7 separate regions of the Mus musculus genome follow, and regions 1, 3, 4, 5, 6 and 7 are each linked to region 2. The links are chromatin contacts, called in public promoter capture Hi-C maps. All regions are on one chromosome and are shown on one strand. The core of a region is the stretch at or near the end of the contact, and the rest is flanking DNA. Distances in the headings are between cores, read along the strand shown.

Region 1 (2,951 bases), core at 353-2,852, 2.0 Mb before region 2:
ATCCCAAAGAACTGTTTCTAAACAGGCCCACTTCCAGGGGCTGGAGAGATGGCTCAGCGGTTAAGAGCATTGACTGCTCTTCCAGAGGCCATGAGTTCAATTCCCAGTAACCACATGGTGGCTCACAACCATCTATAATGGGATCTGATGCCCTCTTCTGGTGTGTCTGAAGACAGCTACAGTGTATTCATATACATAAAATAAAAAAATAAATCTAAAACAAAAAAAGGTCCACTTCCCCATATCCTTTTTTTTGTTTGTTTTTTGTTTTTTGAGACAGGGTTTCTCTGTGTAGCCCTGGCTGTCCTGGAACTCACTCTGTAGACCAGGCAGGCTGGCCTTGAACTCAGAAATCCACCTGCCTCTGCCTCCCGAGTGCTGGGATTAAAGGCATGTGCTAACATGCCCACTCACTTCCCCATATTCTAATAAACTTTCCTACTACCTCTGGTGGGTGGTGGGCTAGAGGGGAGGTTGAACCCTTATGGAAGTAGGTTGTGAAAAATACATGCCCACACTAGGTGCTCAGCAAATACAGATTCTCCTCCTTCCTCAGAGACGTGAGGCCAGCCTTCAATGGGACCTTGCAGAACCATGAGCTCTTTGGGTAGATTGGTGCTTCCTGAGAACCCGCAGCAGCACACCAGGATTGCACAGGGATGCCTCGGTCTCCAGAGCGAACAGCAGCCACTCAGCCAGGAAGGGGCGCACGGCTGGTGAGCTGCAGCATGGGCCTCCTTCCTACTATGAGGTAAGATGAAATGAACTTGGGGACCTGTTCCCCCGAGGGAGGCCACCACTGGGAGTGTGTGGAGCCCCTGGGGCAGTGTGTGATCCTGCCCTTTGATTTTGTTTGTTTGTTTGTTTGTTTGTTTGTTTGTTTTGTTTTCATTTGTTTTTTGAGACGGGGTTTCTCTGTCTAGCCCTGGCTGCCCTGGGACTAGCTCTGTAGACCAGGTTGGCCTCAACTCAGATATCTCCCTGCCTCTACTTCCCAAGTCCTGGGATCAAAGGCACCACTGCCTGGCTTGTTTTTGTTTCTTTGAGATAACATCTTATTATGTCTGGTTTAAAACTGGTTATAGAGACCAGCTAGGCCTGGTACTCACAGGGATCCACCTGCCTCTGTCTTCTGAGTGCTGGGATTAAGGACATATGCCACTATGCCCAGTGTTGGCCCTGCCCTTTGATGTCCTGCTTAGAGGGGACAAATACAGGGCTGAAAAGGCCTTGTTGGAACTGCAGGGTGGGTACCCCTTCATGCCGGCCTCGGGGCTTGGCCTGAGGGCTCAAGGGCTTGATAGCTGTCAAGTCTCTTCATCCCAAGAGATCTCCCCACACCGCTTTCTCTACAGGTCCCCACTGAAGATGAGCCAGGAGAGGACAGAAGGTCCTGACATGACCTCTGACTGTCACCACCTCTTGCTTGCAGTGAGACCCTGGGCTGGGCATTTGCCCCTTCTCTGTCACTGGGCCTGCCTATTCCTCCAGGGTTTTGCCTGCTCTGGTCACAGCCAGTGCCTTCTGAGGAGGTGTGGTCTCTGCATGGTTAATGATTGCTCAGAAGAGGTGGAGATGGTGCCAAAGTCTGCGCTGTGTTCTGCCGGCCCCAGACGGCGCCCACCTGTGACTGGTGTACATCACTGCCTCTGGGCCCCTTCCAGGGGCTGTCCAGATCAGCTGCTTCTGGGGGGGCTCTTAGCCCGAGGGTAAGCCTGGGTGGGGGGCTGTCCTTGGGATTGAGGCAAACTTTGAGTTCTTTCAGACTCAGTTTCCTGGCATCTGGAGTATGGAGGGAACACCAAGGGGAAGAGCTAGCTGTGGCGTTAGCTACTTGTCATGGGGAGGGCGGGAATTGATGAAGCTACCCGTGAAGCCTGTTTCTTCTAGAATGTAGGGTAAGATCTCCTCTCTAGGCAGTGGCAACCTCCTGTTTGCCTTCCTAAGTCCCTGAGAAGTGAATTGGCTACCTCATCTGTTACCTAAAAGGAGAAGATGAGGAAGATGGCTGAATCTGTCCCGGAGCCTGAGGAGGAAAGGCTGGCTCCACTCCGCCAGGCTCAGATCTTCATTCAGCTCCATGCAGACTTTGAGTGAGCTGCTGACTGCTTTTGGGCCTCAGTCTTTGCGTCTGTGGAGTGGGCACAGTACTAGTAGCCCCTGGAGGGCTCGTGAATCAGATATGGCAGGGTACGGAGGCTGTCCCTCTCAGACTCAGAGATCAAACGCTAGGTCACCTCAGGGAGGACTAACGATGCTGGTCCCAACCCTAACTTAGTCCTTGTCCTGGTCACAGGGTAAAGACTCAGCCAGGCCAGCTTGTGTCTTCAAACAGGACTTACATGCTGACTGGTCCCAGGTAGCATATCAGAGAATAATGACATTCCCCTGACCAGCCTAGGCCATAGCCTGCTCTCACCTCATTCCTCAGAGGAAAACCAAAGCTGAGGACAAGGGAGGCTCGCCCAGTGCTGGACAGACAGTATGTGAAATGCTAAAATCCTAACTTGGGGCCTGATCCATACCCGTCTCTCAGAGGAAGCAGCCAGGAGGGCGGGCACCATCTCTGGCTACAGGAAGCCCGGTATCCCTGGAAACTTAAAGGTCCCTGGGTCCGTATCTTGGGGAGCTGGATCACTTGGCTGGGCTGGTGGAATTAGGAGAGACCTTTGTTAGGCTCAGCAGAATGGTACCTGGGTCTAGCCTTGCCTGCAGCTGGTGATTGACCTTCTATCTTTGTTGTTGACTGTCCCTCTGATCTGATCTCTGTTTTCTTAGGGCAATGGAGAGTAACTGTGAGGTAGCTGCTTCCTTCCTGTGAGGCAGCTGTGGGAAGGAAGCAGAAGCGAAAGGAAGGGCTCAGGGAGCTGTGGAGGCTGAGGCAGGGTGGGGTGGCTGTGGGGTTAGCGAGCCCGCCCGTGGCTGAGCCTTTAGCAGGGGAGGGCTCCCTT
Region 2 (2,739 bases), core at 199-2,698:
TCTTTCAGTAGGGTTATAGGTACGTCTGGGAGTTGTAAATCCATGCCAGGCTCCAGAAGCCATGCCTTCCAAGGGCCGGTAACAGCAAAGACTTAACAGCCAGGAATCAGTAAGCCAGGCAGTGTTGGCGCATACAGAGTCCTCCTGCGCAGAGTTTATGATGTAGTAAAGAAGTTTAAGATGGAGACCTGAGATTGCACACTGATGGCCTGTAGGCTATATTGGGACCATGGGCTTGTTTTGTTTGGCTTGTACCAGGGTGAGTCTTCTCAATGTCTAAAAAAGAGAAGGGGAGGGCAGGTCAGGGAGCCCAGGAAAGAGACAAAGAGGCAGCTGATCAGATAAATGTGTGATTTCCTTTTAGTATAGAAAAAGATGCATTTCCAACTTTCTTCGAAAAGCCAGAAGATCTGCCAATAATGGGCGGACACTGCCACATTTCTTCCTGCGGATGGTTGGCTGCAGTCACAGCTGCTGCCTTCCCTTGGTGCTCTCTCTCTAGTTCCCCAGCTCTGGCCGGATTCTCACCTATCACCCTTTGACATGGCTGCTTCCATAAACGCCTCCTCACGGCATTTATTTAATCTCTTCCAAATAGAAACAAGCCGTTGGAGTCTGGAGAAACATGGAAACCGCCGCATTTGTGTGTCAAGTGAGGTGACCCTGGTTCAGGCGGAGGAGGTGGTAATAAAAGTGAGGAGAAACTGTCAGAATTAGGGATCTACAGAATTGATATTGGAGGATGGGATTGACTGGGAAAGGTTAAAAATAGTTCCAATTTACTCAAAAAGAAAACCGGTGTGTGTGTGTGGGGGGGGGGGGGATCAGTTTTAAAGACCTTTAAAAATAAACACGAAACTATTTTAAAAAGCTTTCCCTTGCTGTCCAAGCTGACCGTTTGGAGGGGAAGAGAAGCCAGACAGCCGGATTAGTACAGAGCTACCCTGTAAGACAGCTCGAGCACCTCTAAGCCTCCACTTGCTGAAGCCTGAGAGCTCAAGGCGCTCCCGGCTTCCAGATGTGGGGCGGTGTCCCGTGAACAGCTGGGACTGTGTCCTGAGAAATGGCCACTCGTCCTCAGCTCCGGGTTCAGCACTATCTCCACCTGCAGAGGATTTTCCCCCTTTGGGAGCAATATTAAGGCTACATCTAGTAAGCTGTGTGGTATCTGATGCTCAGCCAGAGGTCTCTGTCTCTTAGGGTTTCTATTACAAATCAATGAAAACGGCGAAGTTGTAGCTGAAGATACTTTTTAACGCTTTAGATTGGCTAGAAAGGTCTCCAGCTCTCCAGAGCGAGGACGACCGTTTCGCTATAAGGCGGGTGAGCTTGGCTAACCCAAGTGCCACTTCCAGGCTCGCTGCGGACAGCAGAAGCCAGGCCTCGGCCACTCCCGACGCGCATGCGCCGGCCGCCGCGGCCCTCCGCCGCCGCCCCCCCTCCCCCTCATCATCCGGGTCCCCGGCGAGCGGGCGCCGAGCGCTTGTCCCGGGGCCGAGCTGCTAATAAAGTTGCGGCGCGTGCACAGCGCGGCGACGGCGTGAGGAGAGCGCGCCTGGGCGGCGGGGAGGTGAGTGAGGGGCCCCAGGGCGGGCGCTCGGGGCCCGGCGGAGGGACAAGCGCCGGCGGCAGCGGCCCGCGTGAGGCTGGAGGCCTAGAGGCTCCCCACGCGGGACCTGACGGCACGGGACGGGGCTCCGCGCAGCGCGGGAGGCCCCGGTGCTAAGGAGGCCCCGCGCGGCCGACGAGGCCGGCGCGGACGAGGCCGCTGCCACCTCGGCGCGCCACCGACGCCCGGGCCCGCGCGCGGAGCCGCGCAGGCGGCCTAGGCCGAGCGCGCGCCCCGCCGCTTTGTGTCTGGGAGATAAGGATCCGCGCTTATCGGTGGGAATTACACTCCGGCCAGCCGGCTGGCGGCGACCCGCCCCTGCGCCCGCCCGCCCGCCCGCCCGCCCGCTCGCCCGCCCGTCACTCTCCGGACGTCGCAGAGGCTCCCTCGCTGCGCTAAACTTTGTGTGAGGAAGCGAAGCAGCTTTTGTCTCTGCCCCGGTCCCGGTGGTTCCCTTGGGCATGCGTGCCCAAGTTCAGACTCCATCCCCTCCCCCTGCCCTTTCTCCTCTGCGCTTCTGGCTGCGCCGAGCCGGGAACCCTAAGCTCTGGGAACTTCCCCGGTGGCGGCCGTCTTAGGGTCAGAGCATGCTCAGTGGCCCGGACTTTTCGGTTGCAGAAGGAGCTGGCGGGGATGGTCGAGGTATTTGGAGGTGTGCCAGCGATCCGAAGCGTGTCTCTGTGTGTGTGTGTGTGTGTGTGTGTGTGTGTGTCCGGTTTGTGATGGCCCCGGCGAAAGGAGTCCCGGCCAACCTGGAAGGCAGGAACGGCCGAACACTGTAGGCTAGATCTTTATCTTGATCGTAAAAGACAGTGTTTCCTGAGCAGCTGGAGGGGGGTGGGGGGTGGGTATTTCTGGCTGCTGCTGCGTTTAGATGGGTGTGGTGCTAAGTATATCTTGTTTATCTTTCTGTGGAAAAAGTTTTGAAGTCTGGTGGAGTTGATCACATCATGCCTGTTGCCTAGCACTATCAAGTGTATGCCTACCTAGCAACGGACACTGGGCGATCAATGGAATTTGTTGGTTGCTTTGACAGAGGCTAAGCGAAAGGGTACATGTGATTTCTTTTCTTTCTGACAGGGTTTTGCTAGGCAGACCTTGAACTCTGGCCAATCCTCCTGCCTCAGCTT
Region 3 (2,999 bases), core at 137-2,636, 2.9 Mb after region 2:
CCTTTATTTAAAAATTGCTACCACTGGGCTGGAGAGATGGCTCAATGATTAAGGGCCGTTCTTTCGGAGAACCTGGGTGGGTCTGATTCCAAGCATCCACATGGTGGCTCACAACCATATGTAACTCCAATTCCAGTGAATCTGACACATTCTTCTGACCTCCTCAGGTACACACATGGTGCACACACACATGCACACACAGGCACACACACATATGTATATATACATATGCATATGCGTATAAATCTTAAGAAACTAAAAATACCACAGAAGGTTAAATTACGTTAATATATTTGACATTTATGTCATGTTGGTCAAACACATAAGGGGTCTGTTTCAGAGTCCAACAGAGATTACAATTTTAAACACTGATCCATCAATTCAAGGCAAAACTCTATGGTCATTCAAAATGACAGTGTAACTCCATTGTAGAATGTGACTCGGGAGAACGAGAAACCAAGCAAACCAGGAGAAACTCGGGTGGACTAAGGCATCGCCAAAGTGCGGCCCATTAGAGGGATCTGATTACAGATCTCCAGGACTTTGGTTTTGACATCTGGCCTGTTTTAAAATCCGTACCGTTCAAAGTGCCTTAAATAAATCATTTCTTCTGCAGCCAACGAAACCAGAAACATTTCCAAAACACAATTACAAAAATAACTTCCTCTCTCAGGGAAGCAAGGAGAACTGTGAGAATAAGTCAGAAGCTGGCCAAGGAAGAGCGAGCGCTCGGGAGAGCCACTCGACTCTGTGGACTGCGAACTGCCGGGTACCTGATGGGCACCGTTACCATTCCGAACACCTGGAGAGGGCTTGCCACAGACAGCCTGCCATGCCAGCGGGATCGCCGTCGTTACCTCACACGCCGTGCGAGACCTGCATCATCCACGGACCAGCATACACAGTCAACGTCCACCCCGACCACCCGGGGAGGTGTTGAAACTGCCGTCCACGGCGCTAAACTGTCAGGGAGCAGCCAATCAAAGGGTCCCGGGGCGCGGCAGGGCGGAGGCCAGGGAGTGGCGGGCAGCGGAGCGCGGAGGAGAGTGCACGGGGCGACGACCGCCCCGGCTCGCTCGACTGCCCGCCTCGCCGCCTGGCAGCGCGCTTCGCCTCCGCCAAGTGAACCGAGGAGCCGCCGGGAGCCGGCGAGCGGGACGCGCGGGCGGCGGGGACGCTCACCGGCTCGGCTTGGGCGCTGCGCTCGGCCTCCGCGCCCGGGACTCCCGGGGCGCACGGCGGTTCCTCGCCGCCCGCCGCCCTTCTCCCGCCGTCCGCCGCCCGCGGCCCGCCGTTTTCATACAAACCCGGGTGGCAGGAGAGGCGGAGGCGGCGAAGACGGCCGCGGAACATGCCCGCATCCCGGGCAACGTCAGCGCGGCGCCCCGCCCAACTCACGGCTCCGAGGGCCGGCTCGCGTGCGCCCGGTAGGGCGCGTGCGCGTGGGGGAAGGGCGCTTCCAGGGAAGGGCGGGACGTCGGGGGGGGGGGGGGCCCGCGGGGCGCGTGCCCGCCGGCGGGGGCGGCACGCCTGGAGGGAAGACAAGCTGCGCGTGCGCAAGGTCGGGTGGGTACCAAGAGGCGGGGCGGGGCGAGGAGGGGCGGGGCGGGGCGGGCGGGGCAGGGTGGGGCGGAGTAGGGAAAGGACTCCACTCTGGCGTGGGCAACCGGCGGTGCGCGCCCTTACCTTTGGGTTCCTGTGGGTCGTGGGCCAGTGTAAACGTGTTAGCCCGCTAGCAGATCGACACGTTCATCAAATCGCCTTCTTTTTTCCTTCCCAACCGGGGGCGTAGCTCCCAAATCCCATCAAACCTTGGGAAACAGTGAGGCTAGTCCTTCCTGACCCCAAGTTGACCCAGAACAGGCTGTGAAGGCTGTGGCGCATGGCCCATTTATCCAGGTAAATGAGATTATCTGATGGTACTGCGAACAAAATGTCATGCCCATTCATTTCAAAACGATGTTATGGAAAACCTTGGTGCAGAAGCTAAAGGCAAAAAACAGTGGGGGAGAAGTAGGGAGCATGCTTGTGTTTTGACTGTGTTTAAATACTCTGAGATACATTGTTAATAAAGACATCATTTGCCTTTTTAAGGAGCATCGACCATGCTCCCTGTTTATGGTGGTTGGTAAGGGATGTAAAATTATCACAGCATGATAGGGGACTAAACTGAGCCCTGTGGGGTTTTTATTTTGTTCTTATGTTTCGTTCAAGCAGGTTTGTGGAGGTAATTCAAAAAACGTATTCAAGGTGTGAAACAGTGCTTCATGCTACTTGCTCTTGGCAGATGTCTTTACTGAGAGGAACAAAAGACTGCCATTTTATAAATGTTGGTTTTCCCCATACCTATAACACATGTGCACATAATGATAGATTCAAGTATTTAAAATACCTTTAAACCACTCTCCACCACAAACTCCCCAAAATGAAAACGATTGTCTAAGAACATTTAGTAGTTCAAAATTCATGAGACATTATTCAAAGAACGTGTTTCTAAATCAACTTGCAATCTAGAAATACATATAAATTGAATTCCTCTTTAGCAAAGTATGGTTAATGGTCAGAACAAAGGCTCAGAAGATTGGCCCATACAGCCGGGTAACCCACAGCGTCATTGGCTTTGAAGTTATTGCAAACACACAACTTGCAGATGAATGGCACCTTTAGCAAGTGTGAGAACCTTCTCACCTGGAGAAGGATTGGGCTCCAGCTCTTATCAGACCCATGGGAGTTCCCAGCCTCAAGGACCATAACTTAAAAGCATGGAAGCACAAGGGTTTGAGCACTCGGGAATTAGCTGGCTACTTCTCTGAGCACCACACTGCTCCAGCTGTCTCCAAACCCTCAGCCAGAGCACTGTGCAGGAGCAAGGGTCCTCCAAGATCTCCCTCCATCGCCATGCTGTTAGACACCTTCTCTCCCAGAGCCACTCCTTTGAAGGCTCAGCTCAATCTTGTACGCCTCCACTTCCCTTCTCCCCAGAGGCCTGCTTCCAACCT
Region 4 (2,916 bases), core at 59-2,558, 2.6 Mb before region 2:
TGGATCAGAAGGCTCCAAGGCAACAGCTCTTTTAGACCTATGGGTATTTAATTTGATCAGTGTGGCCTTGGTCACATCATCCACACTCAGAAGGAGCACTGCTTTTCTTTACAATGTTAGTAGGGCCTTCTGGGCCAGTCTCCCACAGTAGAAGCCCCTAAAGGTAGAAGCCTGATCCCCACTCCCACCCCCCATGTTCCCCTCTGGTGACCTTTTTTTTCAGCCTGTCCTGGATGTCTGATTGGCTGGATGGAGCTCCTCATTGATTCTGGTACAAACACATCCTTTCTTTTTTACCATTCTTCTGTGTTTGTAACTGTAGGACAATCTACTCCTTCAAAGTGTTTTAGCTGTTTTGGGCTCTTTGTTTTCTCATATACGTTTTACAGTCACCTTATTGGGATACAGACAGACACACTCAATGGGCGCGCGTGTGTGTGAGCGCACACACACAGAATCCAAATTCAGTTCGGAATCTCATTGCTTGTAGAGGTTATTTGGGGTAGAATTTCTGTCTTTAAAAAAAGGGGGAGGGGATTTATCTACCTGTGCAGAGAATGCAATTCGTTATTTGTTGTATTGTGCTGGCCTTCAGAATGCGTCCGAGATTCTATGCTTCTCTCCTCATCGTCCAACCTGGTCTAACCAGGTCCAACCTGACTAAGCTCATGACCTCTGGTCTGCACCTCCCCTATGGTCCCATCTCTGTCCAGCAGCCAGTGACTCTTTTGAAGGTGGCACTTGTATTGTCTAGTTTTTCTTAGAGGGCTGGCTGTGCCAAGCTCCCCCATTTTAAGAAGCATTAGGGGCTGGCGAGATGGCTCAGTGGTTAAGAGCGCCGACTGCTCTTTCGAAGGTCCCGAGTTCAAATCCCAGCAACCACATGGTGGCTCACAACCATCTGTAACGAAATCTGATGCCTTCTTCTGGAGTATCTGAGGACAGCTACAGTGTACTTACATATAGTAAATAAATAAATCTTTAAAAAAAAAAAAAAAAAAAAATACCTAATAAAAAATGGAAAAAAAAAAAAAAAAAAAAAAAGAAGCATTAGCCCAAATGAATGGAGGAACAATGATGATGGGTGGTCTTCTAAAAAAAACCAAATTGAAAAACAGTGGCATTGACCCGGGCTGCGGCTAAGATGAACTTAGGAGTTCTCAGTGTGGCCAGAAGCAGAAGCGCGGGCACATGGGGCGTGCGCAGACTGCGGAGCTCAGCAGCCAAAGCCATGAATGACACCGAGGCAGAGGCAGGAACCTCTGGGCGGGGCCGCGCGTCGTGAGCGCGCGTCGTGGCCGCGCTCCTGGGGGCGGCGCGCGGGGCCGCGGCGCTTCCGGCAGCTGGAGGCGGCGCCGAACGGGACCGAGCGGCGCGGGTGGCGGCCGGGTAGGCGGTGAGTGGCGGGGGGCTGCGGAGCGCGCGCGGGGAGCCGGAGGCGCGCGGGATGGCGCAATCTCGGGGGCTGCAGGGGACCCAGTAGGGTCCACTGTGCGCGCTGGGGTATGCCTGAGGCGGGTTACGTACGCCCGGGACCTCGTGAGTCCGCAGCTCTAGACTGGGGCTAGGGAGGCCTCAGCGTGGAACTGATCTTGTGGAACAGATGTGAAAGGGGAGCATCACGCACCGTGCCACGCGTCCCTAGCCACCGCGTGACGAAACATGCTGGGTGCAGGCGGCCAAGATGGCTGCCAGGGGACTGTCTCCACGAGGATGGGCGCGCGCAATTGCCAGGTGACCAGGTGGCTCTTAGTAGCTGGGACCCGGAGGTCCGCGTGGAGATCACTTGGTGGCCGACCTCCAGCTCTTAATCTCTTCAAGGGACCGAAGTGTCCCAGGTAGAACCGTGGGACCCTCACCCTCAGCTCCCACATCGTGTTCCTGCTGATCATCTCAGGTTCAACCGCCTCCAGAATGACAATGACCACACTAAGGTCTGTGCCTCCGGAGTTAGATCTCTGACTTTTGTATTCATCCAATGCTGCCAAATCCATAATCCAGATTTGAAAACTGAGGCATTAAAACTTGAATAACTTGCCTAAAGTGTCACAGCTGGCCAGGGAGAAGAGCCAGGCAATCCGAGTATATATATTGTTTCCACTTTGTCCCTCAGTGACGATGTGACGATTGAGAGACCTCGTGGAAAAGCGTAGTTCTGCTGGATTTCAGAATTTGGGCCTTTACCCGGGACTCTCCCTTTATAGTTTTCTCACACTCCTGATCCCTCATCTGCTGCACCTACTTTGGGTGCCTCTAGTCAGCAGCTCTCAACTGTGGTTGCATATCAGAAGTTTACATGACGATTCATAACAGTAGCAAAATTATGTTTATGGAATGGCAACGAAATAATTTCATAGTTGGAGGAATCACTAAACCATGTATTAAAGGCTACAGCATTAGGAAGGTTGAAAACCACTGCCTAGATTTTTCTCTCCGTCCTTGTTCCAGGCAGAGGCAGGAGTAGAGAGGCGAGCACTGAGGTAAAGAAGAGGACTTTGTGGGTCTTAGAATGCTGGACTCAGGCTTGCTGTGTGAAGGAGAGCTGTTTAGAGGACAAATGGAAGTTCAGCAGGAAGTCCCAGAACCTCAGGCCACCCCTCCCCACCCCCCACCCCACCCCCCTCCCAGGACTGAGGTTGTCACATTCACAGCAATAACAGTGTTTGGGAAGAGTTTGTTAATTCCCACCCAGCTCTGATAAGGAATTGCTCCATCTGTGTACTCAAGGGTGCAGCCAAAGGTCTGCAAAATGGAGAGAGTTGTGCTTAGTTTTCTGTAAAAGTTTGGTGAAACTATCCCGGGGTGTGCAGCAAAAGCTGGCTGAGAGGAAGCATCCCCTTTCCCCTCCTAACTTCTGCCAAGAAAGCTGTGAAGACAGCCAGGCCAAAAGGACTCATAAAGCAGTGGGGCCACTTT
Region 5 (2,700 bases), core at 37-2,536, 2.6 Mb before region 2:
AAGAGCCGCTTGCTTTCCACCTGTCTTCTGGGTTCAGTGCTCCAGGTCGCTGTTCCCTGGCATCCGCTGGTCCCTAGATTCCCCAAGGAATGCATAGGCTTTTAAGCATACTCTAAGAGTCTGGGGCCTCTTCCTGGTCAATCTCAGTCACTTTTCGGGGATGCTGCCTCTTCTTCTGAGACACAGCCTAAAATACATGCATTTCTCCTTCAAGCCCCTGGTGCCACATCTCTCCAAATGCCCTAAAAAGCAAAGGGAAACACAAAGTCGTTCACCAATACTCTGTGCAGACCTCCTATTTGGCTACACAAAATCTCAGCCCATCACCCCCTGGACAAGTCCATCAAGACCACCTACCTTGCTTTAGAGTCACTTCTCCCAAAACCCCTGGACTCAACGAGTCCCTCCAGCAGAGCAAGTGTTCCCCCTCCTCATGCAGAAAAATCTCTGGGATGGATTTGGGAAAGGAATCCCAGGCCAGGTGCCAGGGAAGCGGCGCCCCTCCTGCTACCTTGCCCACCTACAGATTGCTGCCCCCGCCCCCAGGAGGGTTCTCGGAGCTTCCTTGGGAGAGGAACCTCCAGGACTGGAACAGCTTCTGTCCTGTCTGAGGAAGCCCAGCTCTGGGCACCCCTTTGGCTCCTCGTTCTTAGGGCAGGACCCTGAGCCTCCTTGGGGAGCCACCCGCTCGCTCCCTGTCAGCAGTGGCAGGAGCTCCAGGCAAGCACAACAGCTCGAGCGAGCGAGGGCACCGGCCGGCTGGGTTCCAGCGGGGCACAGCCCACCCCGCCTCCGCGTCCCCTCCCGGCCCCGGTGGTGGGCTGAGCTTGACAGGCAGAGTGGCGGGCGACAGCCACACGTGGTTCACTGAAGGCACAGCTGGAGCAGGGGTGTGGGACGCCTACCTAATCGCTGTGCCCTCTCTGGCTACCTGATCCCCCCACCCCTCCCCGGGGGACCCTGGCACAAGACAGAACCTGAGGAACAAATCCTGATGCTCAAATCAAGTAAACCAAACTCTCGTTCAGCGCCTCTCCGGGTCAACTCCAAGTTCCACCCAAAGCTCGGGGTCAGAGCTGACCCTACCCACACCCACGCCCTGCTAGTCCTGGACACTGCCCACGTCGCTGAGTTGTCACTGAGTGCCCCGCAGCAGGGGTACGGGAAGCCCCAGGACGAGAGTGCTCACCGATCTGGGAGACCACGCTCCCCGACTCCGCCAACCCTGCGCCCTCTCCTGTGCCGCTCGCTCTGCTCTCCGCGCTCCGCCCGCCAAGGCGCTTCTGCGGTCAACTCACGAGTGCAGCCCGTGACCCGCGCCCCACAAGCACCCCAAACACGGTGCCGCACTCTCAGCAGGTACCCGGCGCCCTCTGCCGGGGCCTCTGGTTTCCTACACCCCGCCTGCGCCCTAGCAGGTTCAGATCACAGGGGCCTCAGCCAGTGTGTGTAACCAAGATGCAGGGCCTCGACCATGCTTTTCCCTGTCCCCTTCTGCCAGAATCTGGACGGTGAGAGGCAGGTCTTCCGCGCTCTAGCCTCCCTCGTTTGAAATGCCCCTAAAAACTCACAAGAATAAGAAGTCCCTTTGGCTAGCATTTTATTCTCTAAGCCATGATTTTCCTTTTGTGTCCCCTGTGTGCCAAGGCTGGAGCAGCAGTGAGAACAACATGTCAACTTATTGTGCAAGTGATCAGAGACCTGGCATAAACTCAGCAGCCTCTGTGTCCCCTAAACACACACACACACACACACACACACACACACCTCATGATGTTCGACATCTTGCAAAACTCCTTCCTTATTGGCTTGCACAGCTTCATTTCATCTGTGTGGACAGTGATGCTCAGAAAGACTGTGGGCTCTACTCCACGTTAACACAGTAGCTAATGAAGATGGTGGCCTGTCTGCCTGACTGTCGCTTGCACAGCCGTGTCTAGGATGGAGCCCACTATCTAAACAATTAGCACAGGGATAAAGCAGAGACAGGAATGTGTGGCCTCAGAGACGTTTAGTGCATAGACGCAGCCCCAGAGTGCCTTCCCATCTGTGTGAAAAGAGATTAAGTATGGAACTTGGAAATCACTTTGCCTGGACTCCTGTGCTTACTGATGTAAAAATTAAATGAAATACTTATTTAAGAGTTGGGACCAGATATGGACTCAGTCAGTCCTTGGTGGCCAGAAATTCTTCAGAGACCAGTTAAAAAAAAAAAAAAAAAAAAAAAAAAAAAAGGTAGTAGTCTTGTCTCCATGAGAACCACACACCACACTGAATGCCCGAATTTTCTCTATACAACCTAAATAGCTCTCCTAATTAGCCAGCAGAAATCATATCTTGGTTTTGGATGTAGTCAAATGATTGACACCAGTCCTCCTCCACCTGTGCTCCCGGTTTGTCCTCCCACTGGCAGTCTTGCTGCCACACACCAAGTTCCACAGACTGGTGATCAGACATATACCCCAAGAACCACATGCCTTTAGAATGGTGGCTCTCAACTTTCCTAATGCTGCAATATGTGGCAACCCCCAACCAAAAAATTATTTTGTTGCACTCTATAACTGTAATTTTGCTAGTGTTATAAATCATACTATAAATATGTGATATGCAGGCTGTCTGTTATGTGACCCCCCCCCCCCCCACACACACACACATACACATAAGGGGTCAAAATTCACACATTGAGAAACTCTGCTTTAG
Region 6 (2,700 bases), core at 48-2,547, 2.1 Mb before region 2:
CTAATACTAAAGAAGATCAGTACTAAGGATTCTGAGAAAATAAGCTCTCTGGGGGATGTGGGTGGGGGTACAGACTTAACCAATAAGAACTTAAGTTTACCAGGCACTTCTGGTTGTCTTGAAGCCATTGAAAGACAGGGATCCAGGTGTTTTTTTCTATACGTAATTCGGAGCTGAGTCCCTTCCACCTAATAAAAATAACATAGGGCATTTTCTTATGTTGCACAGCAGAGGGTCATTCCAGTGCTCTGACAGACACGCAGAGACTTATGGCTGGTAAGTAAGGTTGACACATACACACGCTAGAACCAATGAGTGACAAACACACCCCCGGAAGGATAAAGTCCACTAGTTTGCCAGTATCCTATGGCTGGCTCCTCTGAACACCCGAGAGGAGAAAGCCAAACCTCAGTTTAGACAGACACCTTACCACAGTGAAATGACGCCGGACTATGCAGACAGACAGATGTTAATGAGGAGCATTGCCCAGCTTCTGCAAATTAGCGAAGCTTCTGAGGAAGGGTCCATCCAGAGGCTCTAAGTAACAATAAACAAGCAAGGTTGGTACAGCGCCCCTAAGTCCACCGAACATCCGACCACTCCCCAGCCGGATTACATAGCAGCCTTTCCCCTTGGCAGAAATGAGCTATGCCAGCATAGAAGACCAACTCGGCATCACTAAAAGTCATCGCATTCTCACACAACCCTTGTCTTGAAAACAAACCCGCGGCGCTGCACAGCAGGCATTATTGGTCCAGATTTTTGTTCAAGTTCACTGCGGTCCTAGGGACATCCGCAAGCCAGACACACGCCCTTTCCCTCTCCCTTAGCGACCCCAAGCCCACGACTCTCTCGCAGGAGGTGCAAAACAAAGCCTCTGAGATGTGTAAAGCCAATCCCGACCTTCCCACGGTCCCACCCCTCAAGGCGAAGCCGGCTGGTTCGCAGCGAGCAGATGCTCCGAGGCTCACTGTGCGGGTCTTTCTGGTGTCCCTCGAGCCCCGCTAGGGTGGAACAGAGCCCCCCTCCAGGCCCCCCAGGCCGCGGCGCCCCGGAACTCAGGCTGCCCCCAGCTCCGCCAGGCCGCGGTCGGTTACCTGCTCGCCCGCCGCCTGCGGCCCGACTTCCCGCACTAAAGAGGCTCCGAGGCTCCAGATGGCCCAAGAGGCTGCTGGGCTGAACAGAGCAGAGCCATCGTGAGAGCGCGACGAACGCTCCCCTACGGAGGACAGTCGCCGGCCGGCAACCGAACCCCCAAACCACCCCGAGACTGTCGCAGGTCGCGCGAGACCTGACTCGAAGATCCGCGGGGCATGCTGGGAGTTGTAGTCCGAGATCTGAGCGTGCCTCCGTACCCACCACCACCGGAACACCTCCCTGTAGGTTGAACTCTAAAAGGGAATTCCACGGGGTTCCCAGAAAGGAGGTCACCTGTTTCCAGCACTTCCTCTGCGCTTTTTACTTGATTACAGAATTGTGGCACTTGGAGGCTGAGGCAGGAGCATTGCCTGAATCAAGGAGTGTGGTGGGGGCTGAGGATGAGAAGGGGGGAAAGAATGAAGATTGATGGCTGGAGATGGTTCAGTTAAAACAGTAATTACTGCACTTGCAGATGACCTGGGTTTGTTCCCAGCACCCAGGTTTGGTATCTCACAACCTCTTGTAGTACAGCTCCCAGGGTCTGCTGCCCTCTTCTGGCTCCCAAGGACACCGCAGTCGGTCTCCCATTCCCACATACTTGAATTTAAAGGGGGGAGACCCATCCCCCACTTTGCCAGACTCTCATTGCTTTATCAGGAAAGCAAGCTCAGGCAGCCTGTTAGCAGGTGGTGGCTTCTTGCAGGAAGCTGCAGATGTGGCACACAATAGACTTTACCTAGATTGGAAGACTCCACCCTAGGTGGGCTAGCCAACTGTGGCAGAAACAAAGTCTGATTCTGCCTGCTCAAGGCTGGGGGGAAGGGCACAGTTCAATGAACCATGAAGCCAGGTAGGCGCCTTCGTGGGTCGTGACCCACAGGTTAAGAACCACTACCATACCTCCCACACACAGAGAGGATCTGATAGTTAATCTTTCTCCCTTTAATTAGCAGTGGAGTCAGGCGGGCTCCACACTAGTACAGGACTAAATACAGGAGCATCCGCCTCCCCGGAAATGGATAATAACTATGAGAAAAGTGGACCTGGAGAGGTAGCCACTCAGAGGTCTCAAAAACACTTCCCTGCTCTGCTCCATGAGAGAAAGCTGAAAACACCCACACTCAACTCTGCTCCAAGTCCAAGGTTCACTGTCCGCTCAGGAAGAATCGGAGGGTGTTAAAAGATGGGAATACATTTGACTTTGCTTGCATTCTGTTAGGACCAAGACTGGGCCAGGAATTCATGTCTTCTGTAAGCTGTATACTTCATTTGTGAATAACACACTTGATTTGCAGTGTGACACTTGAAAAAGTATTCCCAGTGTTTTTACTTTACTGCTCCTGGGAGGAAAGGGTGCAGATCAATTCTCACATAAAAGGTTAAACATGGGGACGGAAGTGAAGGCTCCTCAATGGAGAACACTGGCTGCCGTTCCAAAGGACCCAGATTCAATTTCCAGCACCCATAGGACAGCTCACAGCTGCTTATCACTCTTCATCCAAGGGGTCCAATGCCCTTTTACAGCCTCAGCATGTGAATGACAGACAGGCACACATCTAT
Region 7 (2,700 bases), core at 44-2,543, 2.9 Mb after region 2:
GTCCTGGGAATGGAACTTAAGTTCTGTGGAAGAACAGGAAGCACTCTTAACCTATGATCCATCTCTACAGCCGCCCCCTCCATGAATCTTTATCAAATTAGTGTTTGTCACGCCCTTATACACAATATTGAACAAATCAGATGAACCCTGTTCACATTTTTCTAGGTTTCTTCTGGAGTCTCAAAAGGTCATTAAACCAGTTTGTGCGATTTCTTTACTCATTCTCCTCTTCTAAGGAGAACTAACTACATGCCTTACGTTTTTAGGGCAATTTAAACGAAAACAAAGTTCTTGTCCTCAGGAAATACACTCCATGGGGGAAACAATTTTTAAAAAATTTAAACAATCAACATGAAGTCCGAGGATACAGCCCAATGACAGATTGCTTGTGTACTCTTACTGAGTGTTAGCTCTCAACCCTGGGACAAATGCTAACGGAGATACCTATTTAACATGTATAGGCGGAACGGAACGTTCTCCTAGAATCCCAGTCTCTACCTGGTAGAAGCTATGGCTGGCATACCCGGCCCCCTTACTCCAGCACAGGGGCTGGGCTGCACTGCCCCCCAGCTGCCTTCGCAGACATTTTGGTTACCTGGTTCTTCTCTTACCCCTTCCCCTGGCCCCTTGGTCTCCCCGCTCTCCTCTCTGCTCTCCTCCCGTGAGCCGGCTCAGGGTCACATTCCCTCTGGACCCTTCTGGATGTCTGACTCTGGCTATGCTCTCCTTCATACCTACACTCAACCTTCTCCTCCACCATACTTAGAAGCAGTCGTGTCCTTTTTAAATATTTTTATTTTTTCATTAATTAAAGGACCTGGGTTCCTTTCCAAACACCACCCACATCCACACCCAATCTACTTTATGTCAGGATTATTAAGATAAAACTAAAACATCTGAGTTTGGAAGAAACGTGCTAGCAAGCTCGATGTAAATGTCTTATTTTTCTTTCCTTTACAAAGTGCTTGCGCGCTGAATGCAAGACATAATAAATAAGGTCAGTTTGCACAACCACAAAACAGCAATACGGCCGGCAGCTGGCCCCTCCCCGGAAGCCCTACCCCTCCCCTTCACCCTTGAGTCACCTTAAAGAGTTTCCCAGGAAGCACTCCAGGCTCCGCCTCTCTCTGGGTTCCGCCCACGGCCGGGTCTCGGCCGGAGGGGAGGAAAATGGTGCATGGTTTCCGGTCTCGCGATGTGCTATAATCCCGCGAGAAGAGAGGATGCGCGCCTACCCGGATGCGGCGGCCTAGGTGAGGGAGGGGGCGTGGTCGGTGCGCGGAGTCCCGAAAGTCGGGAGCCGGGAGCGCGCGCCCAGGGCGTACGCATGCGTGCACGCGGCCGGCGGGGCGGGGCTGCGAGGGGAGGGGGCGGCGGCGGCGACGGTATTGTCGGTGTCGTTATCTCCGTGGCGCGGACGGTGCGTTTTGACGCGGGTGGTCGTGGGAAAGTATCCGGGGTGGCCCAAGTGGGGCCGGTACGACCCCGAAGTCCGCCGTGGCGGATCTCAGGGAGTGGGCACCGGCGGCCGGTTCCTCGCCGCGCCTCGGGTCGGAGCCGAGGGCGCGCGCCGGGAGGCCGGGCTGTGCCCGTGTCGCCCGGGCGACGAGGGCCGCCTGCTGCCGGTTCCCCGCGTGGACCGGTCTCCGCCTCGATCTCGGTCTCAGTGGCGCTCGGCCCGCGGTGGGCCAGGGTCTCTGCGGAGGCGCCTGCAGGGCGAGGCAAGGCCCTGGTCTTGCGAAGCCCGCCAGGTGAAGGATGCTCGGTCGCTGCCGAGCTTTGAGGGTGGCTCTGATTCCCGGAGGCCGGGCTTGACAGCCGGCGTCTCCGGACTTGTAGTCTTGGGCTGGGATGCTTGAAGATCTCTGGAGGGATTGGAAGAAGTTGTGAGTCCTGGCAAGTGCGAATCAGTGCGGGAGCAGCAGCCCGGTTTATGTGAGGTCAGGTTGCTCAAAGCTAGGTGGTTGGGTTTTGTTTGTTTGTTTTTGCAGAATTCAAAGGCGTTCTGCCTGCAGAGTTTTGGAAGTCTTTCACCCAACACTTGGGGCAGTTTTGCAGCTCCTGTGCCTGCCAAAGCTATATTCCCAGCCTCACACCAATGTTCCCTTTGCAGGCATCATGGTTATGAAAGCTACTGTAGACGACGATGCTTCGGGATGGGAGCTCGGGGTCCCGGAAAAAATGGAAAAAAGTAGCACAAGCTGGGTGGACATAACCCAGGATTTTGAAGATGCTTGTCGAGGTGAGTTTTGAATTTGGGGGCTTTTTGGTTCAAAGCCTGGGGCAGGATACATGAGGTTTTCTCAACTTTGACTTAAAAAAAGAAAGAAAGAAAGAATAAGAAAAAAAAGAAAGACAACCTTGTGATTTTTTTTTTTTTTTTTTTTTTACTCAGATTTGTCGTTTTGTTTTTGAGAACGTGTCCTGTAGCCCAGGCTGACAATGTTCTTGTTGTGGAGATGACCTTGAGTTTCCTGCTCCTCTTGGATATTGAGATTACAAGCCTGGAGTATGATGTCAGGCTCAGTGTTGATAACCATACATTACTCTGCTCTTTGCTTTTTTACTTTTGGTCTAAAGCAAATGTATATCGGGTAAAACTTTAAATACGGATGTTGGCGATTTTTTTAAAGAGAGATTTTTCTTTCTGTATTTGTACATATGTGTGAGGGTGCTCACACTTGAGTGCATGTGGATGGC

Evidence for each region. Promoter capture Hi-C pulls out the DNA fragments that hold promoters and counts their contacts. Capture Hi-C pulls out chosen DNA fragments and counts their contacts.
Region 1: a promoter capture Hi-C map of pre-B cells shows a contact between it and region 2, with 2.3 times the contacts expected there. The contact joins the promoter of Cdhr2 here to the promoter of Smad5 in region 2. A contact is called at or near these places in 3 of 39 promoter capture datasets (the C10 cell line, liver and pre-B cells) and 1 of 484 Hi-C or Micro-C datasets (CD4 T cells).
Region 3: a promoter capture Hi-C map of liver shows a contact between it and region 2, with 4 times the contacts expected there. The contact joins the promoter of Agtpbp1 here to the promoter of Smad5 in region 2. A contact is called at or near these places in 1 of 39 promoter capture datasets (pre-B cells), 1 of 484 Hi-C or Micro-C datasets (CD4 T cells), 1 of 115 datasets of contacts at active chromatin or transcription factors (thymic regulatory T cells) and 2 of 9 other capture datasets (adipose tissue and liver).
Region 4: a promoter capture Hi-C map of liver shows a contact between it and region 2, with 6 times the contacts expected there. The contact joins the promoter of Sfxn1 here to the promoter of Smad5 in region 2. A contact is called at or near these places in 3 of 39 promoter capture datasets (the C10 cell line, liver and pre-B cells), 1 of 115 datasets of contacts at active chromatin or transcription factors (thymic regulatory T cells) and 1 of 9 other capture datasets (liver).
Region 5: a contact with region 2 is called in a promoter capture Hi-C map of liver, with 5 times the contacts expected there. The contact joins the promoter of Drd1 here to the promoter of Smad5 in region 2. A contact is called at or near these places in 2 of 39 promoter capture datasets (the C10 cell line and liver) and 1 of 115 datasets of contacts at active chromatin or transcription factors (thymic regulatory T cells).
Region 6: a contact with region 2 is called in a promoter capture Hi-C map of liver, with 4 times the contacts expected there. The contact joins the promoter of 4833439L19Rik here to the promoter of Smad5 in region 2.
Region 7: a contact with region 2 is called in a promoter capture Hi-C map of liver, with 4 times the contacts expected there. The contact joins the promoter of Naa35 here to the promoter of Smad5 in region 2. A contact is called at or near these places in 1 of 39 promoter capture datasets (liver) and 2 of 9 other capture datasets (adipose tissue and liver).

What each region holds. Positions count from the first base shown.
Region 1 is chr13:54,699,861-54,702,811 of GRCm38.p6, forward strand. Cdhr2 (cadherin-related family member 2) reads left to right here and starts at 1,603. Exons shown (of 32, transcript NM_001033364.3): 1 at 1,603-1,709.
Region 2 is chr13:56,701,562-56,704,300 of GRCm38.p6, forward strand. It overlaps Smad5 (SMAD family member 5), which reads left to right and starts at 1,449. Exons shown (of 7, transcript NM_008541.3): 1 at 1,449-1,570.
Region 3 is chr13:59,555,916-59,558,914 of GRCm38.p6, forward strand. Agtpbp1 (ATP/GTP binding protein 1) reads right to left here and starts at 1,387. Exons shown (of 26, transcript NM_001377097.1): 1 at 1,183-1,387.
Region 4 is chr13:54,070,537-54,073,452 of GRCm38.p6, forward strand. It overlaps Sfxn1 (sideroflexin 1), which reads left to right and starts at 1,309. Exons shown (of 11, transcript NM_027324.5): 1 at 1,309-1,396.
Region 5 is chr13:54,054,372-54,057,071 of GRCm38.p6, forward strand. Drd1 (dopamine receptor D1) reads right to left here and starts at 1,287. Exons shown (of 2, transcript NM_010076.3): 1 at 1,190-1,287; 2 at 1-242.
Region 6 is chr13:54,564,085-54,566,784 of GRCm38.p6, forward strand. 4833439L19Rik (RIKEN cDNA 4833439L19 gene) reads right to left here and starts at 1,298. Exons shown (of 9, transcript NM_133797.4): 1 at 1,098-1,298; 2 at 431-537; 3 at 101-188. The coding sequence starts at 128.
Region 7 is chr13:59,584,040-59,586,739 of GRCm38.p6, forward strand. Naa35 (N(alpha)-acetyltransferase 35, NatC auxiliary subunit) reads left to right here and starts at 1,294. Exons shown (of 23, transcript NM_030153.2): 1 at 1,294-1,420; 2 at 2,114-2,242. The coding sequence starts at 2,119. A230056J06Rik (RIKEN cDNA A230056J06 gene) reads right to left here and starts at 1,184. Exons shown (of 2, transcript NR_045633.1): 1 at 1,086-1,184.